Linked DNA regions of Capra hircus: region 2 is linked to region 1. The links are chromatin contacts, called in public Hi-C maps. All regions are on one chromosome and are shown on one strand. The core of a region is the stretch at or near the end of the contact, and the rest is flanking DNA. Distances in the headings are between cores, read along the strand shown.

The links. A called contact is a pair of places that touch in the nucleus more often than the background predicts.
Region 2: a Hi-C map of blood shows a contact between it and region 1, with 3 times the contacts expected there. The contact joins the enhancer-like site here to the promoter of ALPL in region 1. A contact is called at or near these places in 3 of 5 Hi-C or Micro-C datasets (all in blood).

What each region holds. Positions count from the first base shown.
Region 1 is chr2:4,710,857-4,715,275 of ARS1.2, forward strand. ALPL (alkaline phosphatase, tissue-nonspecific isozyme) reads left to right here and starts at 2,034. Exons shown (of 13, transcript XM_018055232.1): 1 at 2,034-2,201.
Region 2 is chr2:4,790,601-4,794,435 of ARS1.2, forward strand. It overlaps RAP1GAP (rap1 GTPase-activating protein 1), which reads right to left. Exons shown (of 25, transcript XM_018055306.1): 25 at 2,703-3,691. Among named protein-coding and RNA genes, the nearest start is that of RAP1GAP, 70 kb to the right of the region's middle. Within about 2 kb of position 1,906, at least 1 of the 5 cell types and tissues checked has an H3K27ac peak or open chromatin away from gene starts, as enhancers often do.

The sequences.
Region 1 (4,419 bases), core at 784-3,283:
AAAGCATCAATTTTCAGCCATTCAGCCAGTGGTACCTGGGGAAAAAATCACTCAGACACAGGGAGCCCAATGCTGGCCATGTGGTGCAACTAGAAGTGTCCATTCCCCAACAGTTTTGGGGAGATCAGAAGTCAAGGGCAGGCGTGGGGGCCCATAATTGGTGAAACGGGGTCCATCCAAGTCGCCGTTGCCTCAGCCCCCAGTCTCTGTTCAGGCTGGGACGGGCGGGAATATGCCCCTTGCTCACTGACAATGACATCATCTCAAGCCTCTTGGTATCCCTAACCCCTTCCTTGGAGTTTGTGAGCAATTACAGAACCCCTCCAAGGTTTGAGACTCCATTCTGGATGCCTTCACTCTCCATTTCTCATGCAAAAGTGTTGTTTCCCAAGCTTGATTCATTGACCACCTCCATGATTTTTGCCATAATAATCTAACTCATTGAATATGTAAATAGTATTTAATCAATGTTTTGATTCACTTTCTAAAAACAAACTAATGTCAGGAAGGACGCTTCATATCACTCCTATAAATAAAGAAGCAATATCAGTTGCTAAAAATACAAAAAAAAAAAAAAAAAAAGAAAAATACAAAGACACTCTTGGTGTTTGGTGCTAGTCCCCAGTTCCGGTTCCAGTCATACTGACAAGCTGTCCTCATGCTCTATCTTGGCCTCTGTTTTCTCCTCTCTAAAATGGGGTCATTGGGAGAAAATGTATGCAAGATGACTGGCCCAAGGTCGGCATGTCCTAGGTAAGATAGAGAATTCTGGGCCGGGACTTTCCTGGTGCCTCAGATGGTAAAGAATCTGCCTGCCAATGCAGGAGACATGGGTTCGATCCCTGGGTCAAGAAGATCTCCTGGAGAAGAAAGGGCAATTGACTCCAGTATTCCTGCCTGGAAATTCCTGCCTGTGCTGCAGACCATGGGGTCTCAGTGACTCTGACGACTTAGTGACTGAACAACTGGCTCTGCGGGTACTGACAGCTTCTCTGCTCAGGCCTCAGTCTCCTCCAGTCCTGCCCGCCTCCCTTCATCTGTCAGCGCTTTTAGTTTCCTGTGCACTTTTCAACCACTGTCTCCTATTAGTCTGCCTCTCAGCACAGGACAGTGGAGACAGTGGAGGACAGAGGAGCCTGGTGTCCTGCAGTCCACGGAATCCCAAAGAGTCGGACACAGCTTAGCACCTGAACAGCAACAACAACAACTGCATGTGATCAGGGCAGCTGGGGGAGCTGACCTCTGCGGGTCAAAGGGCCGGCCAGGCCACAGGGCTCAAGTCACCAGCCCAAGGTCACCAGGGTGGAGTCTTGAACCTGGGCTGTCTGACTCCACCTGGTGCAAAGTGTGGGCTTCCTCCTCTGCTCACCGGGGAGGCAGGTCCTCACCTCTGGATGGGATGCGGTCAGCAGGAACCCTGGCTGGCTCTAAGGACAAAGAGGGAACAGTCCCCGGCCAGGAGAGGGGGCTCCCCTCCCCAAGCCACCCCCGCCGAGGTATCCCTCAGCCTCCTTGGCCGAGCAGAGGAAAGAGCCCAAGGCCAGCGGAGAAAGGGCCAGGCCAGTGGTCTGGTTGGAGTGGGAAGGTGAGAGGGGACAGGGAGGAGAGTCACACACACGGGTGGACAGAGGCCCAGAGACACGTGCACAGAGATGGGGAGAGACAGAGGTCCCAAACAGAGCCAGGTGGGTTGTCAGAGAGGCAGACCAGTCAGAGGGCGCAAGAGACACAGCCACAAAGAGACACAGCAGGAAGCTGGAGCTAAGGATAAAGACAACCCCAAAGAGACGGAATCAGAGCTGGAGCTCGCGGAGAGAAAGGACAGAGCGTGGTCTCGCTGGGAAGCGCCCGCCCCAACCCCGCGCAAGGGCAGGAGCCGAGCCGGGGCTCAGGAAGCCGGAGGGCGCCCCGCTGCCCGGCAGGCGGCGCGCTGGCCGCGCGGCGGGACCGGCCGGCTGGGCCCGGGCCGGGGGCGGGCCGGGGGCGGGGAGGGCCGGGGCCCGGGCCGGGGGGTGGAGGCGGGGGCGGGGGCCGGGGAGGGCTGCCCCGGCCGCGCGCGAGCCCCGCGATCGCCTTTATAAGCCCGCGGGGTACTTGGCCGGGGCAGCGTTGCGCTCCCGCCCCTCCGCGTCCGCGCTCCCAGAGCACCGACCCCGCGTCCCTTGCGCCAGGACAGACCTTCGCCTACGAACTCTGAGCAGGTAAAGACTCGAAGCTGGTTCCTGGCTCTCCAGGACCCCCGGGATGTGGAGGGTCCCAGGCCCCCTTTCCTCATCCTCCCCTCGCCGGGAGAGGGCGGCGAGGCTGGACATCAGGGGCCAGGCCGGGACCTCCGCTCCCCCCCACACCGCCCAAGGCAGCCCATTCGGAACCTCCAGCCACCTGTCCCGCTCCCGCGCTCGCGCGCATCCGCGGCTCCCGGCGGGCGCACTGGGCGGGCCCAGAAAGTGGACGTGGCCCCAGCGGAGCCGGCGAGGCGGGCTGACTGAGCTCGAGTCGGCCGCTGCAGCTCTGGGGTCTCCCCGCCGCTGCCTGAGACCCCCATCTTCGGTCTCGGCACCGCCTCCCGTTGCCCTGTGGCTGAGCGGCTTCTACGGCGCCCCCTTGGTCCGCGATCAAGAGACTCGGGTGGCCCACCCCAGAACTGCCAGCCATCTAGCCTTCTCGAGATCTTGGCACAGCCGCCAGGGGAGGGGGCTGGTCTTCCTGGGTGGGCTCCAAAAGTAGTTTGGGCCGGAGCTGGGAAAAGTACAGAGAGGGAGGCACTTGGGTCTGGGAGCCGCAGCGGGGCGGGGAGGGGGGCGGGGGGGACGGACATCCGGCGTGTTGGAGTCTGTTTGGAAGTTGTAGGGGGTGCGCAGCGGCCTTAGGGCCGAGCTCTGGAGCCCCCCAAAGCTGGGGGAGTTTGCTGCGATCCATCTCTGGACGTAGGCAGGTGAGCGGCTGGCCCGGGGTGGGTTCCTGCAACTCGTCTTGATAAGAAAGGGTTAAAAGCCTGGTCACAATAGTGGGGCGGGTAGCTGAGCTGAGCACCAGCCTTCCCCCGCATTGTCTCTTCAGACCCTTTTTCAATGCAAAATGGGGCTGGGGGAGGGGTCTTTACAGCGGCCTGTGGGTGGAGGAGGAGATCCCAAGAGGGGGCAGTTCTCTGGCCAGAAAGGGCCTCTGGGCTCTGGGGGGGATGGGGGGGGAGGGAGGGAGGGGGGGGAGGGAGGGAGGGGGGGGAGGGAGGGAGGGGGGGGGGGGACTTCCAGGTGGCCCGGCTTCCCTGGTAGGCAGGGTGTGAGCAAAGTTGACAGCAACTGTTTGTTGAACACCTACTGGGTGCCAGGCTCCAACACTTGACATGCATCGTCTCCTTTACAAACAGGGAAACTGAGGCCTGAAGAAGTTAAGCAAGTCTGAGGCCAAGATATAAAGCCAGAATCTAAACCTACAGCCTTATCCCCCTGCTACTTCTACGCAAAGATCTTGGTTCCTCCTTCCGGCTCTTCTGGTGCTCAGGCTTGCCTCCCCCCATGCCCTAGACCTGTCCTCTTCCAATCCTTAGACCTCCCCAGGGTGTCTTCCCCACCCTAGCCTCCACTCCCTGCCCACTCTTGTCTCCCCTCGTCACCCACTCTTGTCTGTCCGCTCCCCTCCACTCTTGTCTCTCCGTCTCCTCTTCTCTTCCTGAACTTCATACATCTGAACTCCATAAACAGAAAAGGTTGGACGAGGCTTGGACAAGGCTTCCCAACTTCCCAGCCCCTGAAGTGAGATGTAGGCTTTAGTGACGACCCCTGTCTGTATCCGTGACCCCACCTGTAAGATAAGGGAGTGTACCTCTCTCATAAGACTGTTGTGAGCAATAAAACTGAACTGAGGGCAGAAACAAAACGCCGTCTCCATTCAACAAACATTTATTAATGCCCCAAACCCTGTTCTAGGTGCTGGGAATGCAGCGATAAATTACACAGACGTCTGCACACTTGTATAACAAAACTTTTTTAGGCTCTGAAACTGACACTTTAGAAAAGGAATCAAGCAATTCACAAGGAGGGAGATTAACAGGCAGTAACATGGGTAAAACGGATCAGCCAACCTTTGGTTTTCACTAATAGAAAAAGGCAACCTAGCTGTATGACCTGGGACAAATTCTGTTGCCTGTCATGCCCCAGTCTCCTCCTTTTAGCTGAGATTTAGGAAATAGTATGATTAACGTATGCAGAGTGTTGAGCTGGTGCCTGTGCTTAAGAAAATTTTGGCTCTCATCAGCTCTAATCTCAGTGGCAAACTTGAGATGGAGTGTAGGGTTTTGTCTCGGCTCCAAACCCTGGAAACCTGTCACCCACTGCCTAGGCCCTGCCCATTCCCCGATGGGCTGTGTTGTCGAGTGGCACGGTGTCTGCCTTGCTCACAGTCAAATGCAACCTCCTA
Region 2 (3,835 bases), core at 656-3,155, 80 kb after region 1:
CGGCTGGGAGATGGGGGGAGGACCCCTCCTATTGGGCACGGGGTCCAGGCCAGGTCCCTTAGAGGCTATGAGAGCCTCTTCACAGCAACAGGTAGGGCTCTGCCCCCATTTTACAGGTGGGGAGACTGACACCTGGGGAGACAGGTCCCCACTCTGAGGCAGGGGAGATGAGGCTGCCGGGTCAGCCAGGCACCCACGTCCCTCTGCAGAGGCCTCTCGCCTCCTGGGTCTGGGGCAACCTCTGCCAGGCATTTGCAGCACCAGAGTCATCTCGAAGCCGAGTTCAGGGCTTCCCGGGGCCTGGCGCCCCTCACCCAGGCCCTAATTCCAGCCTCGGGTCCGTGTCCCGGCTCGCCCTGCCTACCTCCGAACCCAGGGCGAGCACAGAGCTGGCGCGGGCACAAGAGAAACAGCACTGGACACTTTGATCACAGAGGCTGGTTTGGTCCTTGGCCTTCCCCAGCCCCACCCTGGAGCCTGGAAGGGTGGGGTGGGGTGGGGGCCCTGGCTGAAACCCAGCCCAGAAGCCGGTCTTGTCCACCGACGGGCCGTGGGCACAACCAGGCAGGCCGAGGGGGCCAAAGTGGGTGCTGCTCACCCAGCTGGGCCCCAGCTTCTGCGCTAGGTCGGCAGTGGGCCAGAGCCGGGGATGGGCACCCAGTAAAGGAGCCCAACGGGACACACCCAGTTCTTTTCTTAAAGGATCATCAAGCCCAGGGAAGCTCTGGAGGCTGGGGTTGAGGGATGCAATTGATCATCGTACATTCCTGACACTGGGCCCCGGGCCAGCCACCTCATGGCCCATGCAGAGAGCTGGCCCCACGGCCTGTGATGTTGGTTATGGAGCTGTCCTCATTCGTGGCTAAGTGCAACCCCCTACACAATGCACACACTATTTTTTTGAGCCCACCACATGCTAGGGCTGCACCAAGAACTTTGTGAGGCATCACTTCATTGAATCCTCCCACCTGGGTACCAAAGGCGGGGCTCTTAGCATTCCCAATGAACAGATGAAGACCCTGAGGTCCATGCGCCCAAACTTACTGAGCTTATAGGATGTAAATAAACTCAGAGCTAAGCTCTTGATCTTGGGGCTGGACTGTGGCTACTGGCCCTTGGTGGGATGGGAGGAGACAGGTCCCAGGGGCCGGGGTGGGGCAGGCAGGTTAGAGAAGAGGGGTTAGGCAGAGGAGGGGAGTAAGGGTTAGCTGGGGACCTGCTGAGTCTAGGGTGGCCCAGGGCCAAACCCGGGTGGATGGAGCTGGGGAGTGAGTCACCACACCTGGGGGCACCCCAGACATCCGAGGGTCACAGCAGGGCCCCGTCAGGAAGTCCCTAGGGTGCCTCCAGCATCATCCCTGAGAGGGCATGGGGGCTGATGGTGGTGAGGGCGTGAGGCCAAGGCATCGTGAGCCCCCCAGGGACCCACCTCTAAGCCCCAAATCTCCCAACCTGCCCTTCTTCCTACACTCCTATCTCAGAGGAGAACCCCCCCCACCTCATTTACCAACACTCGGCTGGACCCCTGAGCGCCTCCAGCTCCTCCCTCAGCCCATTCCTCCAGACACTCATCTCCCAGCACCTTCCAGACCTCCCCACTGTCTCGGGCACGCTCCGTGTCCTCGGCACCTTGGCAAAGCGCTCCTGGACTGATGCTGCCCGGCTGGCCCCCGCCAGCCAGCCCCTGCTCCTGGTGTCCCATCCTGCACGACTTCCGCACCGACCCTGGCATAAAGCATTAGTCCCTCGCCCGGCATCCAAGGCCATGCGGCCTCTGGCCTGCTCCCTGCCGCCTCCACCATCACCATCGCCTCCCCTTCTCAGCTGCAAGCAGCACTCTCTGGCCTCCCTTTGCACCTGTGGCTTCCTCCCCAAGGACACTATGCTAAACCCTTCCGGGGGTGCTCAGGCACCACGGTGTCTTCCCCATTCCTTCTTCAGCCAGGCCGGACCCCGGGGCTCCTCCCACGTCTCCCCCACCCCACCCTCTCCCAGGCCCTCATCCCCCCTTTACCACCCGGTGAGCTCCTTCCGGCAGCCGGACAGGTTCAGCGCCGGCTGCCCGCCCCCCTCAGTGCAGGTAAGCGATCCCTTGGCGCCCCCTGGTGGCCACACAGGAAACACACGTGAACTTCACCCACAGGGCGCCCGGCGCTGTCCTGGGTGCCCCAGCTGCACCCGCTCAAGGATTCCTCAGGACGGACCCCTGGGAGAAGTGCTGCCGCTCCCGTGTTACAGGAGTGGAGACAGGCTCAGAGAAGCTTCCAAGTTTCTCAGCATCCCCAGCCAGCAGCAGGACTCCAGTGGTGGGCGTGAGTTTGAGGGCTCCGGGAGCTGGTGATGGACAGGGGGGCCTGGCCTGCTGCAGCCCATGGGGTTGGAGAGAGGCGGACACGACTGAGCGCCTGAACTGAACTGACTTCAGAGCCATGTTCCCCCTGCTGGGGAGAGGGAACAAGGTGGGAAAAGGGCAGAGCTAGGGGAGGAAAGCCACAGCTGGCGGGCAAAGAGCTCATCACTTGGCCTTGGAGGTGTCTGCAGACCCAGGAGCTCTGATTTTGTGGGGATGGCAGGGTGGGGAGATTGTGGGGGGGTTGGGATGTGAACAGGCTCTTGGTCTTGACCACAGCACCACTAAGATCTGTCTGGGGTTGATCTGAGGCGGGGGGAGAGGGTCACATGAAGCCAGGTCCAACTCGGGGTACAATAGCGATAAATAGAATTTATTTATTACAACTGTTACCGACACACACACGTGGCCACGGGGGCTTCTGAGACAGGTGTTGGGGCCGAAAGGCTGCCCCTTGGTGTGGTGCCTAAAAAGTGTGGACAGACACACACGACGATGTGGACTCACGGCAGCTGTGCCTGCCTGCCCACTCCGTGCCAGGTGGGGGTGGTGCAAAGGTGAGCCAGCTGAGGCCCCTCGGCCTGGAGCGCCAGGGGCCGGAGATGCCGGGGGTCGAGCCGGGGGCTGGCGGGAGAGCCAGATAGGTCCCCCGACGCCCACAAGGGGGTCACTCGTCTGTCATGTAGAGGCGGCGGGCAGGGCCTTGGCAGGTCTAGGAGGTGCCGTGGCCACAGCCAGCCCCGTCCCTCAGCCGACCTGGGGCCCCAGGAACCCCAAGAAGCAGGAGAGGGTGACAGGAGGCCCCCGGGATCCTCCACTCTGGGGCAGGTGCGCAGAATCCCACTCTTCAGCGACCTCTGAAATGACCTTGTCCATTTAGAGCAGAGACACTCAGAGAGGGAGTGTGATGGGCCTAGAATCGCAGAGCGGATCCCGAACCACAAGCTAGGACTCAGGACCCCAGCCCAGGGCTCCTCCTACCCACCGCCTCCATGGCAGGCTCTGTGTGCACTGAAATGCCTCAGTTCTCCTTTCCAGCTCACTCCTTCGAATCCAGAGGGGCACCCAGGGGTGATGGATCAGCCAGGCCTGGAGTCCCGTTCCAACTGACCTCTCCCTGCCCCAGCCAGCCTCCCAGCCCAGGGGGTGGGGACGGTGCCAGCAGCTTCCCCGCTCCCAGGGCTGGCCAGCTCCGCCCTGCAGAGACAGCCCAGATGTGGGCCAGGAGGAGGGCTGGGCAGGCGAGGGGCAGCCCCCAGGCTGGTGCTGGCCTCGGGGGGCAGAGGTCCCGTCCGCCCGGATCTGCTGGAGCACCCTCGCCTCGTGCTTCTGCACCCTCGTCTGCAGGGTAAAGGGAGACGGGTGTGCCATGAAATGGGGAGCCAGATGTGGAGGGGTCCCGCCCTCGGGACAGCAGGCTCTGGGTCTTTCTACCCAACGGGGAACCCCCGAGGCCCCTTCCTCCCAACGATTCCCAAATCCCTT